Regions from separate parts of the Ovis aries genome. Here region 1 is linked to region 2. A link is a contact called in public Hi-C data. All regions are on one chromosome and are shown on one strand. The core of a region is the stretch at or near the end of the contact, and the rest is flanking DNA. Distances in the headings are between cores, read along the strand shown. Region 1 holds the start of IL1RAP (interleukin 1 receptor accessory protein). Region 2 overlaps IL1RAP (interleukin 1 receptor accessory protein).

Region 1 (5,776 bases), core at 1,254-3,753, 140 kb before region 2:
CTTTTCCAATAGTCAGTCAATTTCAAAATATTTTGCTGAGCATTTCTAACGCACCCAACACTGTTAGGCACTGACGTCACTGAGTTTGCAACCTCATTCATTCATCCACAGTTGTTCACTGAAGGCCTTGTATGTGAGGTTTCAAACATTTTCTAATTGTACAGTAATATTTTGCCATTAAGCAAATTAAAAAAGAAAAATACTTCCATAATTCTGACACATGAACATTTTCCACAGTCCTTTCAATCACTGTCTGTGTTTTCATACCTTTTACACAACCTTTTTAATTATGTCTTTTCCTTTGTAGATATAGTCTCATGATCCGTTAATTATGACAGCAAATACTTTATTGTGTGAGTATACAGCACTGGTTATTTAACCATTTTCATTCTCAGTCACTTGTTTGTCTTAAAATTACAACATTAACATTGTGATGACTTGTCTATATGATATCATCCTCATCAAACTAGGAATATCTCCTCAAAGTCCTAGAGTATATCTGGTTAAATTCTGAATCACCAACATGTGCCTGGCAGAGTCAGGACTTCTCGAAAGCACATAAGACTATCTAGTGAGGTGGTTAAGAGCAAGAAGACTGCCTCAGTTTTCATTTTGCAGTCTTATCTTGTAGGCTTGTGGCCTTGGGCAAGATATGACTTCTCCGTCAAGTCTTCATATTGGAGATAATAACAGTCACTTAGATGATTGTGAAATTAAATTAACTGATATATACCAAGTGCCTGCTACATTGTAAGCATATATTATAAAAGTGTTCAATGAGTGTATTATATAAGAAAAAAATATTCGATGTCCTGAAATATATTTCACGAGTGAATAATAAATCAAAGACCAGTTTTGCTTCTACTTCATAAAATAAACTTTTAAAATTTTAGGTTGTTTCCGTTTTGGTACAATGTTGTGAACAGGTACGCTGTGCCAGGTATCCAGAGACAAATGCTTTCTCAGGATTGATTTCCATAAACGATAGAAATAAGTGAAACAACATGAACATGACTACAGCTTTAGTAATATTGTTATTTTACCTTAGGAAGTTCAACCATTTGAGGCAGCAGTGTCTGAGCTTTGCATTGCTATTCATCTCTAGCTGGTACCTAGAGACTGGCACCTCCTAGTTTCACTTACTAATTCATGAGGATCTTTTTCCTTCACGTCTTTTTTCTCCTTTTCTTTAATTTCTTTCTTTGGACTCAATTTCATGGATAAATAAATAAACAAGATTCAATTAGGTAACTCTAAGAACAGAAAGAAAGTGAAAATGAAGTCACTCAGTTGTGTCTGACTCTGCGACCCCATGGACTATAGCCTACCAGGCTCCTCCATCCATGGGATTTTCCAGGTGAGAATACTGGAGTGGGTTGCCATTTCCTTCTCCAGAAGATCTTCCTGACCCAGGGACTGAACCTGGGTCTCCCGGATTGTAGGCAGATGCTTTACCGTCTGAGCCTCCAGGGAAGTCCTAAGAACAGAAGGTAAGTCATAAATGTGGTACAGTAAAGCATGTGTGAAGAGACAGGTCAACTTGGCTTTTGTTGGGAGTCTCAGATATTAGGAAAGGTGTTGAAGGGCCTTGCCAGCCGGGAAGGAATGGTGATGGACTAGCAATAGAGAACAACAGAAGGTTCTTGAACAAAGAAGTCGACAGTCATTGTAAAGCTCCGGATGACTACATAGACTACCACTAGAGTGGGAGAAGTTGGCTGAGGGCTCTTTCAGAAATCTGGAGAAAAGGGAGTGAATGAAAACGAGTGATTCTTTTGAGATCGCTTGGTTCTATATCGATTAATTCATTCACTAATTCAGTATGCATGTACTGAGTGCCAACTTTGCGCCAGGCAACTTGCTAGGCACACCAGTACACGCCAGGGGAAAATACAGATTACATTTTGCTGTCATGAGCAATAGTTTGTTCCCAGGACTGTTACTTGCAGCGGAGCGGGGGCTCCGGACCACCAAGGTCGAGTATGTTTCTTCCTGTAGCGCTCTGGGTTTGGCACACGATGGGGGCGCAAATTCTGCACAGACTCATTCATGGCTTTGGTGCAGCAGAGAGTTAAATACACAGAGCCAGGAAGAGGCAGTGTGACAGCGTTCTCGACCATGAGACCAGAATCTTGCAATGAGCCCAAGTGTACGTCTCTGTGTGGAGCAGAGCACATCTACCCGAAGCGCCTGGCGTCGTGCCAAGCTGCGGGACCCACGCTCTCCTCTGCGCGCTCCAGTCTGCCCAGGAGGTGGCGGGGCGCCGAAGGGCCTAGCGCAGCCGCGGGTTGGCGGGCCGCGGGCACGGCGCCGCTCCTCCTCGCCGCGGGCGGGGCTGCCCTCGGTGCCGCCCCACGGCCTCAGCTCTTGGAAGCCCAGAGCGCGGGTGGCTAGCGAGCCGAGGCGGCGGGTGGAGCCGGAGCCGCGCGACGGCGGCCAATCGCGCAGCGGCAGGGGAGGAGCCCCAAAGGGGGAAAAAAGAAAGTGCGGCGGAAAGTAAGAGGCTCATTGCGGGAAGACTGGCCGGATCGGGGTCCCCGGGGCTGGGCTTTGGCCAAGCGCACCGAAAGATTCGGTGCTGGGCGATCCTGCACTCATTCCCGCCGCCTTCACCACGTCCGCTCTTCCTCCCAAGAAAGGTGAGTCTGGTGCGGTGAGGAGGGCTTGTGGGATCACCGACCTACCGAATCTTAGGGTAGACGGATTCTGACAGATCTTCTCCTTCAATCCTGTTTTACAAAAGGGCAAACTGAGGCATAGAGCGCGGCAGCGGCTGGGAGAGGTCGCACAGCTAGTTAGTGCTGTGGTCGGGACTCGAACCCACTGTCCCGAGTCCCATCCTTGCTTTGTAAACATTTAAGTAACGCAGTTACGGGAGGGCTGCGCGTCGCTGCACCCTTCTCCCAGCTCTGAGGGATCTACCCTGGTATACCCCCGCCTTGATTTCTCCGGAGTGCTGCTGTGAACCATGAGGATAGATGGGGGCAGTGTATCCCAGCGTTGCCACTGGGTATCACGTCTCTTCCAGCTTGGACCTGTGACAGCCTGGGTAAAGGCTGCTTACAGCTTCTCTCCCTCTTTCCCGACCTGTTTTCTCAGAAACATGCCCCGCCGAGGGGGGTCTGTCAGACTCCTGGTGGGGTCAGTGGAGAGGTGAGGGATATCCCAGCACTAGTCACCCCGTTTGGTACCCTGCTCTCTTCAGCCATAGGGGAAGCGGGGCCAGTGGTACTGTGGGAAATACGATGCTTCTCATATAGGATTAGCTGACCGCACAGAACCATAGCCACTCTCACTGCTAAGTCCTGGGCAGGAGGGAGGCAGCTGAGTTGCACAGAAAAATCACAAACATAAAAGCAAACTTCTGCCGTTTCCTTTAAGAGTCAGTCCCCAGCCTGTCTTGCCTCCACCCCCTCGTTGTGAAATCCTGAAACACTGCTCTGCTCCAGAGATCTCAGGTTAGCTACCAGCTGAGGAGGAGTATTTACCTGGCTTTCTCTCCAGCTCTGCCACGTTTTAACTGTGTGAACTTGGGCAATCCAGTCTTTTTGATACTCAGTTTTGTTTTTGTTTTGTGTGTGCCTGTGTTTTTGGTCCAGCCATAAAATGGAGATTTTAGTGGTCACAAAGAGTCCTTAGGTCACTTGGGAGGATGAAACGGGGTAATTCAGACAGCATGGTTATCACAGTGCCTGACTTGGCACCCGGTCAATTTGACATTGATGGCAGCGATTGTAAATATTGTTACATGTTAACCTTGGAGACAGTGGGTTTTTTAGAGCTGATTTTTCAGACAGAGTGACTTTTTTTTTTTTTTTTTTAAATCTGGATGTTGTGGTGTTTCCTTCTTTGGAGTCTGAACAGCTCTTTTATAGTGTTTTCTGAATGCCCTCTACATGTGACTTTGATCGTAGATGCTTGACTTGGAATAGAAAATGTTTCTCAGTGATGCCGATTCCCTGCTAGTTTTTAGGTCAAACCTCAGTTCTGTGAAACTTTGATCTGAGGCTGCCTTTATTGGCAAAGAGGGTCTTGAATTTGATGAGAGGTAGACAGACAAGAGGAGAAGTTACAAGTTTCATCTATGTTGCAGACTATTCTAAGCCTTTTATTCCTGCGGTCTCAGGTCAGACTATACTTTTCAGCTAGTATAGGAAAACAAGAAGATTTACATGCATTTCTTTTGGATTATACAGTGGTGCTCCTAAATTCAGTCCCTCTGGACACAAACATCTAATGTAAACACAAACATCCACATATGCCCACCCTCTCTAGTTATCCTTTATTATTGGCATTATTGGTATTTTAAAATGAAGTAGTGTCCCTTATATACCCCCATCTGGAATGGTTGATTTTATTCTGATTGACTTCATACAGTTATATGCTATTATCTCCTGGCTGTGCTATAAGTCCCTGAACTGAGCATCCAGTATTTAGTTGGCTGCCTGCTTCACGGTCCATTGCATATGGCTGTAGTACTGAAGTGTGCAGGGTGGGGGTGTGATACACCTGGAGGAAAGGACAGAGTTTGGTGGTACCCCTTAGGTAGCTCCCACACCAGGAATTTGCAGAGGATGGGAATGCTTGCTTCTGTCAGCCTGTTCCGTGTGCATGCATTGTGATGAGCTGGCCAGGATACATCTGAACGCGTGCCTGAGAGACCGGGGACTTGTAGGGAAAAGGAAAATGTTCAAAATAAGGTCAGAACAAGGGGATGGGAGATTGAAAGCTGACTCCTTTTAGTTCTGGTATTTCAAAGAAAGGTTATTCAGTAATACCTTTTCTCCTTATCTAGACTGTTTGTTACATATATATATATATATGCCTTTACAATTTCTAGTGCATTCCATATGTATTATCTTCATTGCTACTTACAATAGCCTTGAGAGAAGGACATAATGTAGTAATAGTGGAAGGATAATATGATGATATGATAAAGTATGAAAAAGGCCGGTTTTCCGATCAAATTCAAATTCGGTCTCTAATTCATATGTAGCTGGGTAATACTAAGCAGTTCATCTCACTGTTTAAAGTGGAAAAAATGCTTACCCCAAGGATTCATATAAAGAGTAAATTAAGTCAAATAATGTAAAATGAGTGTAGTGAGTAGGTGCTCATTAAATGATATCTTTTCTTAGCTGATCTCAGTTTATTGAGAAGAAAATTGAATGAGAGTCAGAGAAAGGAGAAGTTGTCAAGGGTCAGGTGGTTAGTAAATTTCAGTCTTAGAAATACAGTTCACATCTTTTGACTTCTAGTGGAAGGCCTTTCCCGTCACTTCCTGTCATCTCTCCAATGACATCATTAGCCATTTACTTCAGTTGTTAGGGTGACCTTACTTATTTGGTGACTTCAGGGTATCCATTTTGTCCTGAAGAGGACAGTTCTTTTCTGAGAGAACTATGCTCTGTAGAGGCTGGTGGGGCAGCTGTCGGGAGAAGAAGTTTCAGAGTGATGAATCTCTAGGGCAGCCTGTCTGTTCACATGTGTTTGATGCAGTACACCTTCAGTTCCTAGGCAGAAGAGTACCATGAGGACATAAAGTGCAGAGTTATGTCACGGCTTTCTTCCTGTTCTGGGTGGTTTCTTCTTTCTGCCATCCTCGTGCTAACACTCAGGGTCTTAAGAAGACTGAGGAACAAATGCCATGAGTGACCACTGCATTTTTCTCTTCTTTTGTCCAATTCCAAGGATGGAAAGGGTGGGATATAGTGAACAGTGTGCAGAGGCAGCATTTATAGGAAAGACCACTGCCGGCTGGCGATGCTGATCACTG
Region 2 (5,919 bases), core at 20-2,519:
AATTGTAGACTGATAGCTTGAAACAAGGAAAAAGACTAGAGCTATTGTGCTGGCTTAACCAAGGGTGCTGCTGCTGCTAAGTCGCTTCAGTCATGTCCGACTCTGTGCGACCCCATAGACAGCAGCCCACCAGGCTCCCCCATCCCTGGGATTCTCCAGGCAAGAACACTGGAGTGGGTTGCCATTTCCTTCTCCAATGCATGAAAGTGAAAAGTGAAAATGAAGTCGCTCAGTCGTGTCCGACTCTTAGCAACCCCATGGACTGCAGCCCACCAGGCTCCTCCATCCATGAGATTTTCCAGGCAAGAGTACTGGAGTGGGGTGCCATTGCCTTCTCCATAACCAAGGGTAGTTAGCTGCAAATTTGGGCTCTGGAAAACGGCTAGAGGGAATTCTGATTCAGAAAGAAACATTAGAGCAAGTCACTAAATTTGTCTCCATCCTGTTTAGATGATCAGTGAGAACAAAGATAGAAGTAGTTTAGGAGTCCTATATCACCCCTTTGACTGGAAACCCTTTGGTTTGGGATGGCATCAGAGTAAAATCTCTACCCCCTAAACATCAAAGACTTGAGGTGGGGCAGATGGAAAATGTGGACTAAGGATCAGCCTTTCAAACAAACCAGCAAAGTTATATTGGAAAGCTTTTTAGAGCACTTCCTAAATGTGACTCAAACCATTTAGAAAATCAGGCTTGTGGATTATTTATCTTGAGTTCAATTAGTTAAATAGCATTAGGAACTTCTTGAAATCATCAAGGTGGCCCAACAAAATGCAGTCTGTAAATACGACATGTGTAATTGCATGACACAAAATTAAAAAGCTCTAGTAGAAATAAAACAGACAGTAGTGAAAAGAATGTGGCAGAGGGAAAGCCATGAGTGTAATTGATATCTTGATCACTAAACAAGGTAACTATTGATCTTTTTTAAGAAAAATCCATTTCAGGTAAGTGGATCCACTGACCTTTTTTCATTTTTTCTTATTGTGAAATGTCCATCCAGGCAGAGCCAAAATAGCTGAGCAAATAATGATGACAGTGGGAATTAGCCCAGTGTGTCGTTAACATAACATCTACTCAGAAATACCAAGGACACAGCAATTTTCATGCCAGCTACTCAAACTGATCTTAATAAATTCTCAACTGCACTGACATAGCTTTATGGCATTTATTATCTTATTTTAAAGCACTATTGTTCATGGGTTGAGTACAAGCCTGTGCGCATGCATGCTCAGTCGCTTAGTTGTATCTGACTCTGCAACCCCATGGACTGTAGCCCGCCAGGCTCCTCTGTCCATGGGATTATCAGGCAAGAATACTGGAGTGGGTTGCCATTTTCTACTTCTGGGAATCTTCCAGACCCAAGGAATGATTGAACCCGGGTCTTCTGCATTTGAGAGGAAGATTCTTTACCACTGTGCCACCTGGAAATCATGAGTATTAGAGTACATGGTAATTCTGTACAGCTGACTCCCAGGCTATATCTGTAGCAGGATTAGTACCCTGAGTTTAGGATAATGAATGCAAAACTCAGTGATTTTTCCTCTTAATTAGAGAATTTCAGATTTTGCTCTAGGCTACTCACCATTTTCCCCTTAGAATAGCTACCTGTTTTAAAAGGGATTTTTCACTGGCATGATCAATAATTGAACTTCATGGTAGTGTTGTGCAAAGATCTCTGAACTTTGAAGTCAGGAAGGCCTGATAACAGTTCTAGATTGAAGAACATTTTTCTGTGCCTTGTCCCGGCAAACACTTAATACACACAATGTTCAGGTGTTTGAAAAGGCTTTTTCTCACCTCTACCTAATATACCTCTCCTGCCCCAACTCCTCCCCTCAGTTACCTCCCTCATATTACCCTGGTTTATTTCCTTCATAGCATGGATCACTCTCTAACAGTAACTGTCTTATTTATTTTCTTATTTACTTCCCTGCATTAGAATCTTAGCCCTAAAAGGGCAGAGACCCTTCCTGTTTTATCTACTGTTGTAACCTCAACAGCTTCTAGCAAATGGTAGATGCCAATAAGTAATTGTCAAATCAGCTAATATATAATTTAACCCACTTCTGTTTCAGATCCAGAAATATTTTGTTCCATCTCAAACTCTTAAGTTTCACTCAGTTCAGTTCAGTTCAGTCGCTCAGTCGTGTCTGACTCTTTGTGACCCATGAATCGCAGCACGCCAGGCCTAACTGTCCATCACCAACTCCCGGAGTTCACTCAGGTTCACGTTCATCGAGTCAGTGATGCCATCCAGCCATCTCATCCTCTGTTGTCCCCTTCTCCTCCTGCCCCCAATCCCTCCCAGCATCAGAGTCTTTTCCAAAGAGTCAACTCTTCTCATGAGGTAGCCAAACTACTGGAATTTCAACTTTAGCATCATTCCTTCCAAAGAAATCCCAGGGCTGATTTCCTTCAAAATGGACTGGTTGGATCTCCTTGCAGTCCAAGGTACTCTCAGGAGTCTTCTCCAACACCACAGTTCAAAAGCATCAATTCTTCAGTGCTCAGCTTTCTTCACAGTCCAACTCTCACATCCATACATGACTACTGGAAAAACCATAGCCTTGACTAGACGGACGTTTCTTGGCAAAGTAATGTCTCTGCTTTTGAATATGCTGTCTAGGTTGGTCATAACTTTCCTTCCAAGGAGTAAACATCTTTTAATTTCATGGCTGCAGTCACCATCTGCAGTGATTTTGGAGTCCAAAAAAATAAAGTCTGACACTGTTTCCACTGTTTCCCATCTATTTCCCATGAAGTGATGGGACCAGATGCTATGATCTTCATTTTCTGAATGTTGAACTTTAAGCCAACTTTTTTACTCTCCTCTTTCACTTTCATCAAGAGGCTTTTGAGTTCCTCTTCACTTTCTGCCATAAGGGTGGTGTCATCTGCATATCTGAGGTTATTGATATTTCTCCCGGCAATCTTGATTCCAGAGTTTCTTCCAGTCCAGCGTTTCTCATGATGTACTCTGTATATAAGTTAAATAAGCAGGGTGACAATATACAGCCTTGACTTACTCCTTTCCCTATTTGAAGCCAGTCTGTTGTTCCATGTCCAGTTCTAACTGTTGCTTCCTGACCTGCATACAGATTTCTCAAGAGGCAGGTCCGGTGGTCTGGTATTCCCATCTCTCTCAGAATTTTCCACAGTTTATTGTGATCCACACAGTCAAAGGCTTTGGCATAGTCAATAAAACAGAAATAGATGTTTTCCTGGAACTCTCTTGCTTTTCCATGATCCAGCGGATGTTGGCAATTTGATCTCTGATTCCTCTGCCTTTTCTAAAACCAGGTTGAACATCAGGAAGTTCACGGTTCACGTATTACTGAAGCCTGGCTTGGAGAATTTTGAGCATTACTTTACTAGCATGTGAGATGAGTGCAATTGTGCAGTAGTTTGAGTATTCTTTGGCACTAGTAAAGCTGATAAAGCAGCCACATGAAGTTACAAATACATGGTATAGTACTAGACTTATTTTAGGACTTCCCTGATAACTCAGTGGCTAAGGAATCCACCTGTGATGCCGGAGACCCAGGTTTGATTCCTGGGTCAGGAAGATCTCCTGCAGAAAGGATAGGCTACCCACTCTAGTATTGGGCTTTTCTTGTGGTTCATCTGATAAAGAATATGCCTGCAATGTGGGAGACCTGGGTTTGATCCCTGAGTTGGGAATATTCCCTGCAGAAGGGAAAGAGTACCCACTCCAGTAGAGTCAGACAAGACTGAGTGACTTTCACTTTCAGACTTATTTTAAATATCACATAGTACTAGACTTATTTTAAATAACACTACTTAGAAGTCTGAAATGTTATATCCAGAAATGTTCATTCAGTTCCCAGAGTTCTCAAGATAGGATGGATGAAGAAGACATACTCTCTACCTAGACAACTGTAACAATGTACAGTTTAATGGTGTGTGAGAAAGAGTGGAGAAGCAGGCTTGTAGAATGTATATCCCAGATCTGTACACCTGAGAGATACTTTGAGAGCCAAGCATACTCAGCATTAGGTGGATACCCTCATTTTCTGTTCAATGATAATAAAATTGTTGAGGCCTATTGTGAAATATAAAGAAAAAGGAATTAAATTTCTTCCATATGGCACTGGACAAGAGGTTGAAACTAAGACTGATATAAACACATTAAAATTTTTGCTCAGTTAGCTGCTCCAACAATTACAGTTCTACCAGTGTCATGAGCTGGTCTAGTAAGAGCTGGACATAGGATGGAGTTACACTTTACAAAAATATTTTTGAGAAGATTTAGTTGTCAGTTTGTGAGTCAGATTGGATGACCTTTTAAATTGTTCCTGATAAGATCTGTTTTAATTGTAATATCATCGAAGTGTATTCAAATCATATAGTTGTTTAAAAGCACCTTCTGTGTCAGTTTCTGGGAACAAAAAGATAAATAGGCCACAATCTGGTATTAGAACATAGTGCTTAACCTCCACCATGTGATCTCTGCTTGCTCACAGATATAGGTCAGGTTCATGACTCAGCTGCTTGGTTTAACCAGCTATTTGCAGAATGATGGGTCACCATGACTATCATGCACAAATCAGTTTGTTTCTTTGCTGGTCTCTCCAATGATAGCTCCAAGGTACACAGTGGAACTGGCATGTGGCTTTGGAGCCACAGTTCTCCTGGTGGTGATTCTCATTGTTATTTACCATGTTTACTGGCTGGAGATGGTCTTGTTTTACCGGGCTCATTTTGGAACAGATGAAACCATTTTAGGTGAGTAATGAGAATTTCATGTATATCTCCTGACTACAATCTTGAGAAAACATATTGGCTTGATAAAACCTGGATTAGTTGGAAGATATAATCAGACTAACTTTGGTTTCAGCCCTTACTATTGAAAATCTTTCTAATGCATATTAGTCTGCTTTCTTGAGTCAATATATGATTTAGTCTAGATTGGCACTATCCAAATAGAAATACAATATGAACCACGTATGTAATTTAATATTGTTCTAGTGGTCACATAAGGAAAAAGAAAATAAAAGTGAAAATAATTTAAATAATTATGTTATCTAACATGTTCAAAAGGCTATCATTTTAGCTTGTAATTTAATATTATGTTAACAGAGATATTTTAGTCTTATTTTTGGTACTAAAAAATCTTCAAAGTTCAGCATATATTGTGTTTTATACTTGCAGCATACCTCCATTCAGACCAGATACATTTCCAGTGCTTAATAGCCACTTGTGGCTTGTGGTTATTGTACTAAACAGTGTATGTCCACACTTTGTACTCACAGGTTATCTGTGTACCAGAAGAATCACATGGGAGCTTACTAAAAGGAGCATCTAAAGGCTAGCCCCTATTATGAATCAGCATCTACATTTCAACAGTATCCCAAAATGATTCCTGTACACATTATAGTTTAAGAAACACTGTTTTAGTGCCTCTATGCCAGGTGACAAGAATGAAACATTTAATTACCAATTCTAATACCCATCCCATAAAGAATATCATTGAGTGGCTTGTAGAAGAGACAGGCACCTGTATTTTTAACAAGAGATGATTTTTATAATTAGGCAACTGGGAGAAAAATTGGTTCATCAAATCTAAGCATATTTTAATTGTAGGTATTTTCAGGTATACATGATTTAAACATTTCTCAAGGTTTTTCTCAATGTATTATTCTTATATATTAGTGAGTGACATACGAGGGCAGGAATTAGAAATGTTCTGCATGGTATTTTTGCCAGCATCTCTGACTGAATAACTATTTGCTTCCTGATTCTATCAGTTCATAGTCGAATGAGCCGAACCTCACTCATTCTCCACTGCAAACTCTGAACTCACTGAGATGAGAGTAGAAGACACATCAGATAAAATTTGCAATTACACCTTAAAATAGTCATTTTGCCTGGAGACCTGTCACAGGTGGGGAATCA

The links. Hi-C and Micro-C count contacts between places; a contact is called where the count stands out from the background.
Region 1: a contact with region 2 is called in a Hi-C map of liver, with 2.7 times the contacts expected there. The contact joins the promoter of IL1RAP here to the enhancer-like site in region 2. A contact is called at or near these places in 2 of 16 Hi-C or Micro-C datasets (hypothalamus and liver).

The regions. Positions count from the first base shown.
Region 1 is chr1:197,594,791-197,600,566 of ARS-UI_Ramb_v3.0, reverse strand. It overlaps IL1RAP (interleukin 1 receptor accessory protein), which reads left to right and starts at 2,503. Exons shown (of 11, transcript XM_012097075.5): 1 at 2,503-2,639.
Region 2 is chr1:197,456,016-197,461,934 of ARS-UI_Ramb_v3.0, reverse strand. It overlaps IL1RAP (interleukin 1 receptor accessory protein), which reads left to right. Exons shown (of 11, transcript XM_012097075.5): 9 at 4,606-4,749. Among named protein-coding and RNA genes, the nearest start is that of IL1RAP, 140 kb to the left of the region's middle. Within about 2 kb of position 1,269, at least 1 of the 54 cell types and tissues checked has an H3K27ac peak or open chromatin away from gene starts, as enhancers often do. A contact at or near this core is called in liver, where this site is marked.